Linked DNA regions of Mus musculus: regions 1, 2 and 4 are each linked to region 3. The links are chromatin contacts, called in public HiChIP or PLAC-seq maps. All regions are on one chromosome and are shown on one strand. The core of a region is the stretch at or near the end of the contact, and the rest is flanking DNA. Distances in the headings are between cores, read along the strand shown. Region 1 has its middle 66 kb from the start of Gm40217. Region 2 overlaps Fyb2 (FYN binding protein 2). Region 3 has its middle 63 kb from the start of Gm29922. Region 4 has its middle 33 kb from the start of Gm40217.

Region 1 (2,700 bases), core at 34-2,533, 660 kb before region 3:
CTCACTGGGCACCTGGAAGATCCTTGGCTCTTTGAATATATGCTCCCATGATGCCTAGCTGGTGATGAGGACTCATTGCAGGGACATCATTGCAGTCAGACACAGCTGCCTATAGATCCTGATGCTGCATCTTATTCTGTCCCATTTGGCAGGCATTCCATCCTCTAGGTATTTACCATCCTTGAGAGTATCTTCCTTCTTTCTCCCTTCCCTTTTCTTCATCCCCTACTACATCTCTCCTTGCCCACCTCCTCTCCTTCATCCCATCTGCATGCTGCTGTCTTCCTCTCTTCTCCCCTGCCCTCTTTTCTTTTTCAGGGAATATTCTCAGTGAAGGAACCCAGACTGGGATTTACAAGTGTAAACTGGAGGCAATATACTTCAGTTCTTCCCATATATTTCTTCCTATGTATTCTCTCCTTTCTTTTCCACCCCTTAATTCTCCCTTGTCCCCTCCCCCCCACACACAGTCCAACTTCATACTATATCTTTCCCCAACAAACTTGCTGATTCCAAAACCTAGAGTAAATCAACAGTTGCTACACAAGAGAGTCTTCCAAGAGCTTAACCCCCAGAATTGGTTTGCCCTAACCAAAATTTTACTTACTTTTAACATTTCTGTTTGTTTTAATCAAGAACTACGCCTGGGGTTTCCCCCTCTGATTCTCTCGTTGCTGGCCCCTGATGTAGCCACAGTCCCTTTTTCTATCTGCGTTCTGAATGCTTTAATTATTTACATATATTTCATGCTTGTGGTGGGTGTTTTCCTCCTTGCCTTTACAGCAGTTTTCTACAGTTCCCTTGGGGGCAAAACAGTACATCTGTATATCAGGCAGGGGTGCTGAGAACCTGATTAAGAGGGGGTGCTTAATAATCTGTACTAGCAAGACCTGTGACTGCAAAGAAATGAATGGATCAGGGGGTACAACTGGAGAAGTCCTCTCAAGAAAAATCTTGAAGCATATTTAGAGGTTAGCTTTCTTTCAGCGAGAACCTTTTGCCATGCTTGCTTCTTTTCATTGCCAGAGTCCCTATTCAGTATTTAGGAAGAAAAGGAGTGGGGAAGGAAGTAGGGAAGGAAGGAAGGAGAAAAGGCAGGCAGGCAGGAAGGCTTATTAAATATTAAAAGTACCGTCTCCCTTTATCTTGGAGATACTCAGAGATGTAAATGCTATCACTGTATCACCTGAAGGGTAGAATCTTGCCCAAAGGAGGCTAATTGAGGCTCAGGTAGATGAAGTCACTGGTTACACATCAGATATGAAGTGAAAATGAAACTGGCCAAGCTCCTGCTGAACCTCTGCAGTCAACCACCAACACTGCCGCGGGTGGGAAGGCAGTGCACAGACTGGTGTTAGGGATTCTTCTAAACAGTATAATAACAAAATCAGGATCTGGAGACAAATCCCTCTGACCCCTGGTTTTCTCATCAGTCATGTAGGTTGGACTCTCAATGCTGGCATTCCAGAGCTGTGGTACAGCCCAACTCTAAATTCCTCTGCCCCGGTGTGAGCCATTAAAACATGATAGATCCCTTCAAGAGGAGTGATGTTTCTTTAACTAGATTGCCAAGGTCAGGCCAAGCAAACTTATTTGGGGTTTATGATGGGAGTGCTCTTAATTGATTGGGGTGAGCAGTTCAAGCTATGCTAGAGGACCGGCTCTTCAGCTTTAAGTTGGAGGGGACTGAAGCCTAACATGATTTGAGGTTGTTTGGTGACAGTGTTTGGTGACAGCACCACTCTTCAACAGCTGACCAGGGGCCCTCAGAGCCCAGCAGCTCCCCACTCCCTGGAGAAGAAGGAGGGAGTATCAAGCAGGAGATAAGTATGCTGCCTTTGTCATTGGGAAGTCATCTCAAGTGTCTGGGGCTTTCCTGTCTTCTACTCTCTCACTGCCAGGAGGTGTTTCCAAGAGGTGTGTCCCTCTCCCTCCTCCTCCCCCTCTCCCTCCCCCCTCCCCTCTCCCCCTCCCCTCTATATCCTGTCTTAGTCTCTGTCTCTCTGTTGTCTCTGTGTAAATTTTTCTCTCTTCTCTTAAAGATATTTTATTATTCTTTACTTAAAAACATTTAGGACATCAGCCAATGTTGAACTGTTTTCCTTTTGAGAGTCCAGCCATCACCTGTTTCTAGTCTCCCGACCTTTGCTTCTGGGCTCTTTTGGCAAAGATTCGTTAATAGGGCACTGGTCCTCACTGAACTACCTCAGATGCCAGACACCATGCCTTCCACCGTGCCCTTTAGGAAGCACTGTGTTCTTTCTACACACAAATTGTAGAGTAGCAATTCCGTGGCCCTAGTCTGCCTACAGGAAGTTAACAGGGGGAACCCCTTCTTCACTGGGTTCAGAATGCTGTACAGAACACTAGGAAACAAAGGTTGGATATATTCCCAGGTCACCTGGTGACATTTTGAAGACAGTTGAAACCTTGCAGGCAGGGTAGCATGAGCCCAGAAGTACAGATATTGAAACTGTCTACCCAACACCTTCTCATCTGCTCTCAGGGGAGGAATTGGAGTCAGATCCAATCTGTAGACATCAGAGCTTCTTACTGTGTTACATCTTTTCTGAGCTTGTCACTGTGAAAGGTAGAGTCCCACTGTCGCTGGATGAAGCCAGAGAGCCTGAGTGACAGGTGAAGAAGGAGCTGATGAGTCGGGGGAGGGGGTGGAATAGGTGGAAGGCTGCCACCCCAGCT
Region 2 (2,712 bases), core at 202-2,701, 900 kb before region 3:
CCCGCACACTATTTTTCTCCAGGGTGAGTGCCTTTTCTGCTTTTGTGCTTTTCTTTTCTTGTTCAAAACAAAAAAAAATTATCAAATTATATATGACAAAATTATTGTTTCATTGTAAACATGATTTCATCTGTTATACTGAATTCTGTAACTTTTGTAAAAGGGTACTCAGTTCTACTGCTTTGCTGCCATGCTTCCTTCATTTTTTCCTGCTCTTTGATTAATATTCCAGGATGCATATTGCCACGTTAATCCATTCTCTTGGTAGGCATTTAGTTCCTGAGTGATTGTGCATGTGCGATCAGTACTTCCACAGAATTGATTCCTGGTATCCTCATGTACTTGGAAGAGGAAATACAGATACAAATTCACAAGTGCCGTTCCAGCACGTGGGGTTTGCCCTGGTTCCCACAGAACACACAGAACAAAAAGAAGACATTTTTGCCACATCGGTGTCTGTAAATAGTATCACATCATAGTACTTCGAGTCACATCACGCTTCAGTGCAGTTACACACACTCAGTCGATCCTCTACTCATATCATATCGTTTGACTGCTTTTCTGTGGTGGTGTCAGTATTTTCCTCCTTCTTAGGTTTAAAACAATTCATTTTGGATACAACTCTTTTCCTCTCTCATGTCATCTATTACTACATCTTCTCCACCTGTTGGATGGCATTCTTGATTTCCATTCTAGTCTTCCAAAGAATAGAAATTCAAATTCTTAATGTATCTTTAAATTACTTTTTATTATTGCTTTCTATATCTTTTAGAGAACTTTCTCCTAGCTTGCTCAACATACTCCTATATTCTCTTCTAAAAGTTGCAGCTTTGCCTTTTAAACTCAACCCTTAGATCCTCCTGAACTGAGATTTTTTTGGGGGGGTTGTGTTTGTTTTCAAAAGAGGGTTTCTTCCCTGACTAGGGATTGAATCAGAGCCTCAGTGGTGAGAGTGTTGAGTCCTAACCCCTAGACCACCAGGGCACATCAAGTATCGTGTGAATTGAGTTTTATTTTAACAAGTGACAGCCAGTTGTTTTCTTCTATACAGAGAAATGTCTCTTATTTTCCCCAGCAATTTGCAATGCCATTTTGTTAAATCAAGTGTCCCAGCACCTGACAGTCTGTTTCCAGGTTCTCACTTCTCTTTTGTGGTTACTTCTACCCTAATGACATTGTGGGAGAGGCTGCATTTTCTATTTCCTCTTCCTTTCTACTGCTTCAAAAACTTCAAAGACTTGGATATATTGTTTTAGTAAAGAAACTAAACATGGGAGAGGGTGTCTGCCCAGCCTGCACCTGCTGTCCTGCTCTAGCTCCCTTCAAATTTCATGCACAAGCTCACACTAAACCCTGTTCTGTGCCTGGTATTGTGCAGAGCTTATCGCAGATCCACTGGGACTGGGTCAGAGTTCCTCCTTCTGGGATCTCATACAGAAACCATAAATGAGTGAACATGAGGCCATTAGAAAAGGAAGTAGTTTCTAGAGCTATCTTCTAGGCTTCAAAAGAGAGGCGTGTAAGATCCCCAGCAAGTCCTAGGGCCTCGCAAAAGCCTTCTCAGGTGCAGCTTCAATGACTGGAAGGGGCTGGAACCTTCATATCCTGAAGGACCCTCTGAGCAGAATCTGAAGAAAAGGCAGGCTTGGTGGCAGAGGTCTGTAATACTGGCTACTATGGAGGTTGAAGCCAGGACTAGCAAGTTCAAGACCTACCGGGGCCACAAAGTTTGAGGTTTGAAATATAGTTAAGTGGTAGAGTGCTTGCCTTGCATGTGCCAAGACCAGAGTTCAGTTCCTAGGATTGCATATGTAAAGGGAATCAAAACATAGCAACTATGAAAATGTAAGCTTTCTAACATATGCATTATTGTGTTTAAAGGTTTCCTAGTGCAGAGTTACTGAAGTATTTAGGCTTGTCAACACTATAGATAACTGGATGGTTCTTAAGTCACTGAGCCATCTATCCAACTCCTATTTTATTATTTTAAAAATTAGCATACAAAGTATTTGATGCCATTATAGCATTTACAGCATTTTCTATTGAAGTGTGTTCTCCACCCACCTCTTCCAACCTCTATGTCCCCACCCCCTCTTAAAACTTCTTCCTCTCTACTCCCTTACCCTCCTCTGCAGCCCCTCCATCCTTCATGTTACATGTGTCTTTTGCCCCACCCCTTCTTCAGCACCTCTTTATCTTCTTAGTCTCCTTTCTAGACTGTTGAACTTATCTATACATGTAGAGTAATTTTAATCCAGCAACATGGCTGCTCTGGCAAGGAATCACATCCAAAGATATGATCCAACAAGAATGTAGACATGCCCTGGATTACAGTATGATCTGACTGGAATACAGACAAGCCCTTACTAGACACCTGTAATCCCTAACAGAGGAAGTAAAGTTAGTTTGTAGAAGGAAGCAGTTATGTTTGAAAGTGACATCTAATTGAGAGGCAGACAAAGTGATGAATCAGAGTAAGATTTGACAGAATGAGTCAGATATGATACGCCCAACTCTCACATGAACAGATAAGATAGGAAAGAGAAGCCACTTAAAGAACAGTGCAGAGTGAGTTAGAGGTAGAGGGCAGTTCAATGAGTGGAGGTAAATTGAGTTGAGTTCAGGCAATGCAGTTGAGTTCAGTTGAGTGTAGTTGGATGTGGTTCAGTTGAATGCATTGAGTTCAATTGAATTCATGCAGTTTCTTTGAGT
Region 3 (2,700 bases), core at 111-2,610:
ACGGCTATTCTTGGAAAAGATCGGGGTGCGGGGAGTGTGCAGAAACTGGTGTGGTAATAATTTAAGTTTTATCCAAATAAGATGTTTCATGAAATGTGCAGGACTGCTTGAAGTGACACATTTCTGGCATCTGATTGTCCCTGGAAGAGATAAAAGGCAGACGAGAAAAGAGCATACTGTAGGAGCTCTCGCCACCTCGGAACCAAGCCACTTTTGTTTCCAATTTCCAGAGAAAGGGGGTGGGGAAAGAGATTCTCTAAAGGTAAATGAGTGAAATGGCCATTTCTCCCTCCCTCCCCCCCCCCCCCGTGTGTGTGCGCGCACGTGTGCAAGTGCAAGTGTGTGTGTGTGTGTGTGTGTGTGTGTGTGTGTGTGTGAGAGAGAGAGAGAGAGAGAGAGAGAGAGAGAGAGAGAGAGAGAGAGAGAGAAAACATCAGGTATCTGATAATTTCTAGCATGTGCTTTCCAGTCTCTGAATCATTGTCCATCTGTTGGCTCACAAGTCTGTGGAGTAACCAAACTTACAGCAAAGGGGAAAGTGCTTGAAGCTTAAACTCACAGGTGTGATTTAAATTTTGCATTGTCTTTTTAAAGAGCCCTTTTGCATGACAAGTGTTTTCTTTTCCTGACCTCTGCTGCTTCTTTCAAAATGTAAAGGTTGACTCTCTGAAGACAGCTATCCCCCACCACCACTAGGCCATTTGATCCAAAAGAAGTGATCCAAGACCCTAGCAAGATAAAAGCCTTAAACAGAAGAAACATTTCTGGCCCCAGATTTTAGTCTGAGCTTGCTGATGGCCTGCTGGATGGCTATGAGTAAAGTCACTTCAACTGACTTAAATTTCCCAGCCAGAGATGTTGTCATTTCCTCCCTCTGCTCTCATGCTATTTTAACACTAATTTACAATTTAAGTTTTGTCTGTAGAGGAGGTTCTCCTTGGCCATGCTGTATGGAATGGTCTCTCCCAACATTATTCTGTTCTGTTAGACCTTTAACTGAAACTCCCCCACTGTTTTCTCTGTTTATCTCTTTAATTGGTAGTTTCTGACTATCTCTTCAACTAGAATGTCAGCTCCTTCTGAGAGGGACAAAGGACAGCCAGGTCCACACTGTTCAGCAGCCTGTCACCTTGGTGAGATAAGTTCTCATATATATTGGTGGAATGGAAGCTGTTGCCTCCGGGCAATCATGTCTTCTGCTAATACAGAACTTGACTTACTACAAAGGAGGAAGAATACATCTCCACCAATGGCTCACCCCATACCTCAGCCTTGACAGTGAATGAATGTCTATGACTACATGCTTGTCCTTGGTAGCTCCACCGGGAACTGAAGAAGAAAAGCAATTGTCCACCTCGTTAGACAGCCTTTGGATAGTCCTGATAGCTAGATCATTAGTGGCAATGGCATACTCCTCAGAAGTGTAGCATGACCTAATCTATTTCCTATGCCACGGGGAAGAGCTCTCTCTCTCTCTCTCTCTCTCTCTCTCTCTCTCTCTCTCTCTCTCACACACACACACACACACACACACACACACACACACACTTCAGTGGACTGTTATCTTCGACACATCTGTCTACAGAGCACTTCCTGTTGCCCATTTCCTGTCTCCCTGCCACAGGCATCTGGTGAGAGACACCCAGCAGTTATCCCTCCCTAACTTGACTGACTCAGGAAGCCATCCTTGTTCTTACAGTTGTTTAGGTGAACTTGGGTTCTGCTTCACCAATCCAAACATGTTCCTCGGCAAAGCTGAGCTCACAGTCTCAAATCTAGATCCAGGATACAACAACCTCTGCTTTGCAGTGTGGTTTTCCGGGCTTGTTCAGCCATTAATAAACTTGTTATTTTATGTTCTGTTTTTCTGTGGATTTGCATGGCTCCCCAGAGGGAGGAAGCTTAAGGCTGGGAATTCAACCTCCAGTACCTAAGAGTGTTTTGCTTCACAGTATGTGGTTTTAGGCCACCTGTCTTCTCAAAACTTCAGGCTCACTGAATGGTAGGAAAGAGAAACCAAACACAAGGCTCTTCCCCAAAATTTGGAAAACTGCATGCTAGAAACTTGGTGAATAACTCTCACATGAACTTGGTAGGTAGACCCTGTAGATCAAATGACTGGCTCTAAGAGCCTGTGTTTATTAGCTGGCTCTCAAATAAGAATCCATTTCAAATGGGCAGCTACACAAAGACTTAAGTTCAGATCACAGAAAACCATCCCCTCACTCGCTCTACAACCTTAGGCGCTGGCTCTCCCTGAACACTAGTTTCTTTAACTGTATCTATTTGCAGGATTGCCAAACACTTATATGAAGTTTGGGATCCACAAATGTGTAACTAGTAAATATATGATAAATAAAGTGTCAAAAGGAAAGAAAATTATCAACTCTGAAGGGTTTAATGGAAAATGGTGAGATATTCGTACACGGTAAAGGTCCAAATAAACCCTTCAATATTCACCTGGATTCTAGAGTGAAGACATGCATCTATGCACATGTGTGTGCATATGCTCCCCCCACATACACACACACACACATGTGCACACACACATACATATACACACCCACACATGCACACATATAGGAGCATGCATGCGCACACGTGTACACACACACACACACTCACACACGCGCGCGCGCACACACACACACACAGATTTGGCTGTGCATATTCATCAGTCCCATGGCTGCAAAACAGAAC
Region 4 (2,700 bases), core at 176-2,675, 620 kb before region 3:
GGAGGAAAGAGTCAATGTGTATCATGATGGAAGCCCTGGGTGTATTTCTGGAGAATTCTGGAGCTAAAGGAAGCACTGTGCTACCCATCCTTTCTGTTTTAAGGGCATGGGATTGTCTGGTCCCGCGGTCCTTGAACTTGAAAGTGTATTAGCATTGTGTAGCATGCTTGTCCAAGCACAGATTGCTAGCCTCGCTCTCTGGGTATCTGATTCCAGTGAGTCAGGCATCATCAGATGCATAGTAGCCATGAAGAAATATTGTGGACCCAATGTGTTGGTGACAACATTTGTTGATTCTCTGTTAGGAGCTGGTGAGTGGTGACACATTGAAAATAGCATGGCCTTGTGAGTCACCATGTGGGTGCTGAGATTTGAACTCAGGACCTCTGGAAGAGCAGCCAGTACTCTTAACCCCTGAGTCAACTCTCCAGTCTAGGATGGTCTTGTGATAGTCTGTAGGGAACATGTGAAGTCTGGAGAGAATGTGTATTGTGGGCATGGGCATGGCCATGGCCATGCTGCATCCCCAAGGGAGTGTGAAAGCCCTCACCTGGTGTGGGATGGATGATAAGGCCGGCCTCAGGGTCTGAGTGTGAATGTTGACTTTATAGAAAACATCCACTTTCTCCTCCCAGATACTCACAGCCTGAAGACTGCTCCTACTGAGATCAGCTAAGCCTGCCTTCCTAATTCTGTACACAATAAAAGCTGCATTTTCAGCTTTAGACAACAAACTTGCCTCCCTGTTCAACTATATATAACAAACATGCTGAACTTCTAAGGTGCTGTGGCTTCTTCATTGGAAAGCCCAGTCTACCCTATCCCAGCTTTTCTGTGTGTCTGTCTGTCTTATCCTTATTCCCTTGTCACCCTTAGTCAGGATCCCAGGGTCGAAGCCATGCAAGCAGCAGGAGCAGATCATTCATAGGCCAGCCCTGGGAGACACTAAGCTGGGGTGATGTAGAACTCTGAAAAGTGAGAGACAAGCCCGAGCTATATGCATTTCATTGAGAGGGAGAGAAAGGCACAGACCAAGCAATTTCAGCAATGATTTGAGCTAGAATTGGGGGTGGGTAGGGGAGTCACAGGCTGCAGAAGGAATACACATTGGTGAACTGAACCTGAACGGAGTTGGAGGCAAAAGCCAAAGAGGTAGTAACACAACTGAGGCCTGAAGAACGAAGAAAAAGGAAGGTACAGCTTGGCACATTTGAGGAACCGAAATCATCATGGCAGAGCGCACCATCCAGGTGGCCTGGACTGTTGCATGAGAGTTAGGCCAGATTTGAAGTAGGTGGGGGGTTGGGGCCAGAGGCTTCCCTGTGAGAATAATGGCAGAGGGGAAATGGTAGACCAGATAGCCCTTGCTGGGAGGTGAGAAAGGAACAGGGCAGGGGAAGGTAGAAGAGTCTGGCTATCCTATGATGTGGCCAAGTCTTACAACATCTCCAGGGCATGAGATCACTCTAGACTGTGTACGGGCTAGTTTTGTGTCAACTTGACACAGCTGGAGTTATCACAGAGACAGGAGCTTCAGTTGAGGAAATGCCTCCATGAGATCCAACTGTAAGGCATTTTCTCAATTAGTGATCAAGTGGGGAAGGCCCCTTGTGGGTGGGACCATCTCTGGGCTGGTAGTCTTGGGTTCTATAAGCGAGCAGGCTGAGCAAGCCAGGGGAGGCAAGCCAGTAAAGAATATCTCTCCATGACCTCTGCATCAGCTTCTGCTTTCTGACCTGCTTGAGTTCCAGTCCTGACTTCCTTTGGTGATGAACAGCAGCATGGAAGTGTAAGCCGATTAAACCCTTTCCTCCCCAACTTGCTTCTTGGTCATGATGTTTGTGCAGGAATAGAAACCCTGTCTAAGACAACTAGTGTCTTCAAGAGAGCCTTCTGGGAAACATTAAGGATGGGAGGCAAAAGGAAAAAAAAACCTGTAAGTGATAAACAACTCAAGAGGAGGCACAGGGACATCACTGAACAAGAAGCATGGGGCCCAGCAGCCTGGCCTGGCACAACTATGCAGACAGTGACAGACATGTGACTCGGCCAGGGTGCTTCCCCGTCATCCTTCTCAAAGCCCTGTGAGTTCCGACACAGCCTCAACACTCAGCAGCAGATGAGGGTCACTTCTTCACTTGACAGAAGAGCAAACCAGCACAGCCAGGCAGGGGAACTACAGGAGGCAGGATGTAGCATGCACGGCATGAACGTCTGTTCTTTCCGAAGAGTGACCTTTCTCCTGCCTTAGAGGCTCCCAGGGAGTAACAGTGTGTTCTGCTCCCTGGCAGGCCCTGTGCTGCTCTCTCACCTGTTCTTTCCCCCTCTTCTACTTATCTCCTAAAAACACCATCAACATAGAAAACCACCCTTGCCCTTCTTGTGCAGCCACTAGCCATGTTGGGGATGTTTGCACACACATCTTGTGGAATCTTTGCCACCAACGGCCAGGGATGGTGACAGGCTGGATGTTGGAGAGAAGCGAGACAAAGCCCTGACCTCAGCTCTCACCGTGAGATGGTGGAGCTGGGACCTCAGCCCAGATCTGTTTGATTTCAAATGTGTAGAGTAAACAATAGTAGGGGGCAGGAAAGGCTTAGAAACCAGATCCTCTGCTGAGGGTCAGCATTCTGTGGGAAGAATTTCCGGAACATGATATACACTTCTCCAGACTCCTACCTACGCACATGCTGGCTTCTC

Evidence for each region. HiChIP or PLAC-seq counts read pairs in DNA pulled down with a chosen protein or histone mark.
Region 1: an SMC1A HiChIP or PLAC-seq map of large pre-B cells shows a contact between it and region 3, with 7 times the contacts expected there. The contact joins two enhancer-like sites. A contact is called at or near these places in 2 of 15 datasets of contacts at CTCF or cohesin (the NIH/3T3 cell line and large pre-B cells), 3 of 115 datasets of contacts at active chromatin or transcription factors (embryonic stem cells, fibro-adipogenic progenitors and large pre-B cells) and 1 of 9 other capture datasets (embryonic stem cells).
Region 2: an H3K27ac HiChIP or PLAC-seq map of embryonic stem cells shows a contact between it and region 3, with 10 times the contacts expected there. The contact joins two enhancer-like sites. A contact is called at or near these places in 2 of 115 datasets of contacts at active chromatin or transcription factors (embryonic stem cells and large pre-B cells) and 1 of 9 other capture datasets (embryonic stem cells).
Region 4: an H3K27ac HiChIP or PLAC-seq map of large pre-B cells shows a contact between it and region 3, with 4 times the contacts expected there. The contact joins two enhancer-like sites. A contact is called at or near these places in 1 of 15 datasets of contacts at CTCF or cohesin (the NIH/3T3 cell line) and 4 of 115 datasets of contacts at active chromatin or transcription factors (cardiomyocytes, embryonic stem cells, fibro-adipogenic progenitors and 1 more).

The regions. Positions count from the first base shown.
Region 1 is chr4:105,251,483-105,254,182 of GRCm38.p6, forward strand. No RefSeq gene overlaps it. Among named protein-coding and RNA genes, the nearest start is that of Gm40217, 66 kb to the right of the region's middle. Within about 2 kb of position 1,284, at least 19 of the 459 cell types and tissues checked have an H3K27ac peak or open chromatin away from gene starts, as enhancers often do.
Region 2 is chr4:105,006,405-105,009,116 of GRCm38.p6, forward strand. All of the region lies in intron 15 of Fyb2 (FYN binding protein 2), which reads left to right. Among named protein-coding and RNA genes, the nearest start is that of Gm52670, 11 kb to the right of the region's middle. Within about 2 kb of position 1,452, at least 27 of the 459 cell types and tissues checked have an H3K27ac peak or open chromatin away from gene starts, as enhancers often do.
Region 3 is chr4:105,907,826-105,910,525 of GRCm38.p6, forward strand. No RefSeq gene overlaps it. Among named protein-coding and RNA genes, the nearest start is that of Gm29922, 63 kb to the left of the region's middle. Within about 2 kb of position 1,361, at least 22 of the 459 cell types and tissues checked have an H3K27ac peak or open chromatin away from gene starts, as enhancers often do.
Region 4 is chr4:105,284,391-105,287,090 of GRCm38.p6, forward strand. No RefSeq gene overlaps it. Among named protein-coding and RNA genes, the nearest start is that of Gm40217, 33 kb to the right of the region's middle. Within about 2 kb of position 1,426, at least 32 of the 459 cell types and tissues checked have an H3K27ac peak or open chromatin away from gene starts, as enhancers often do.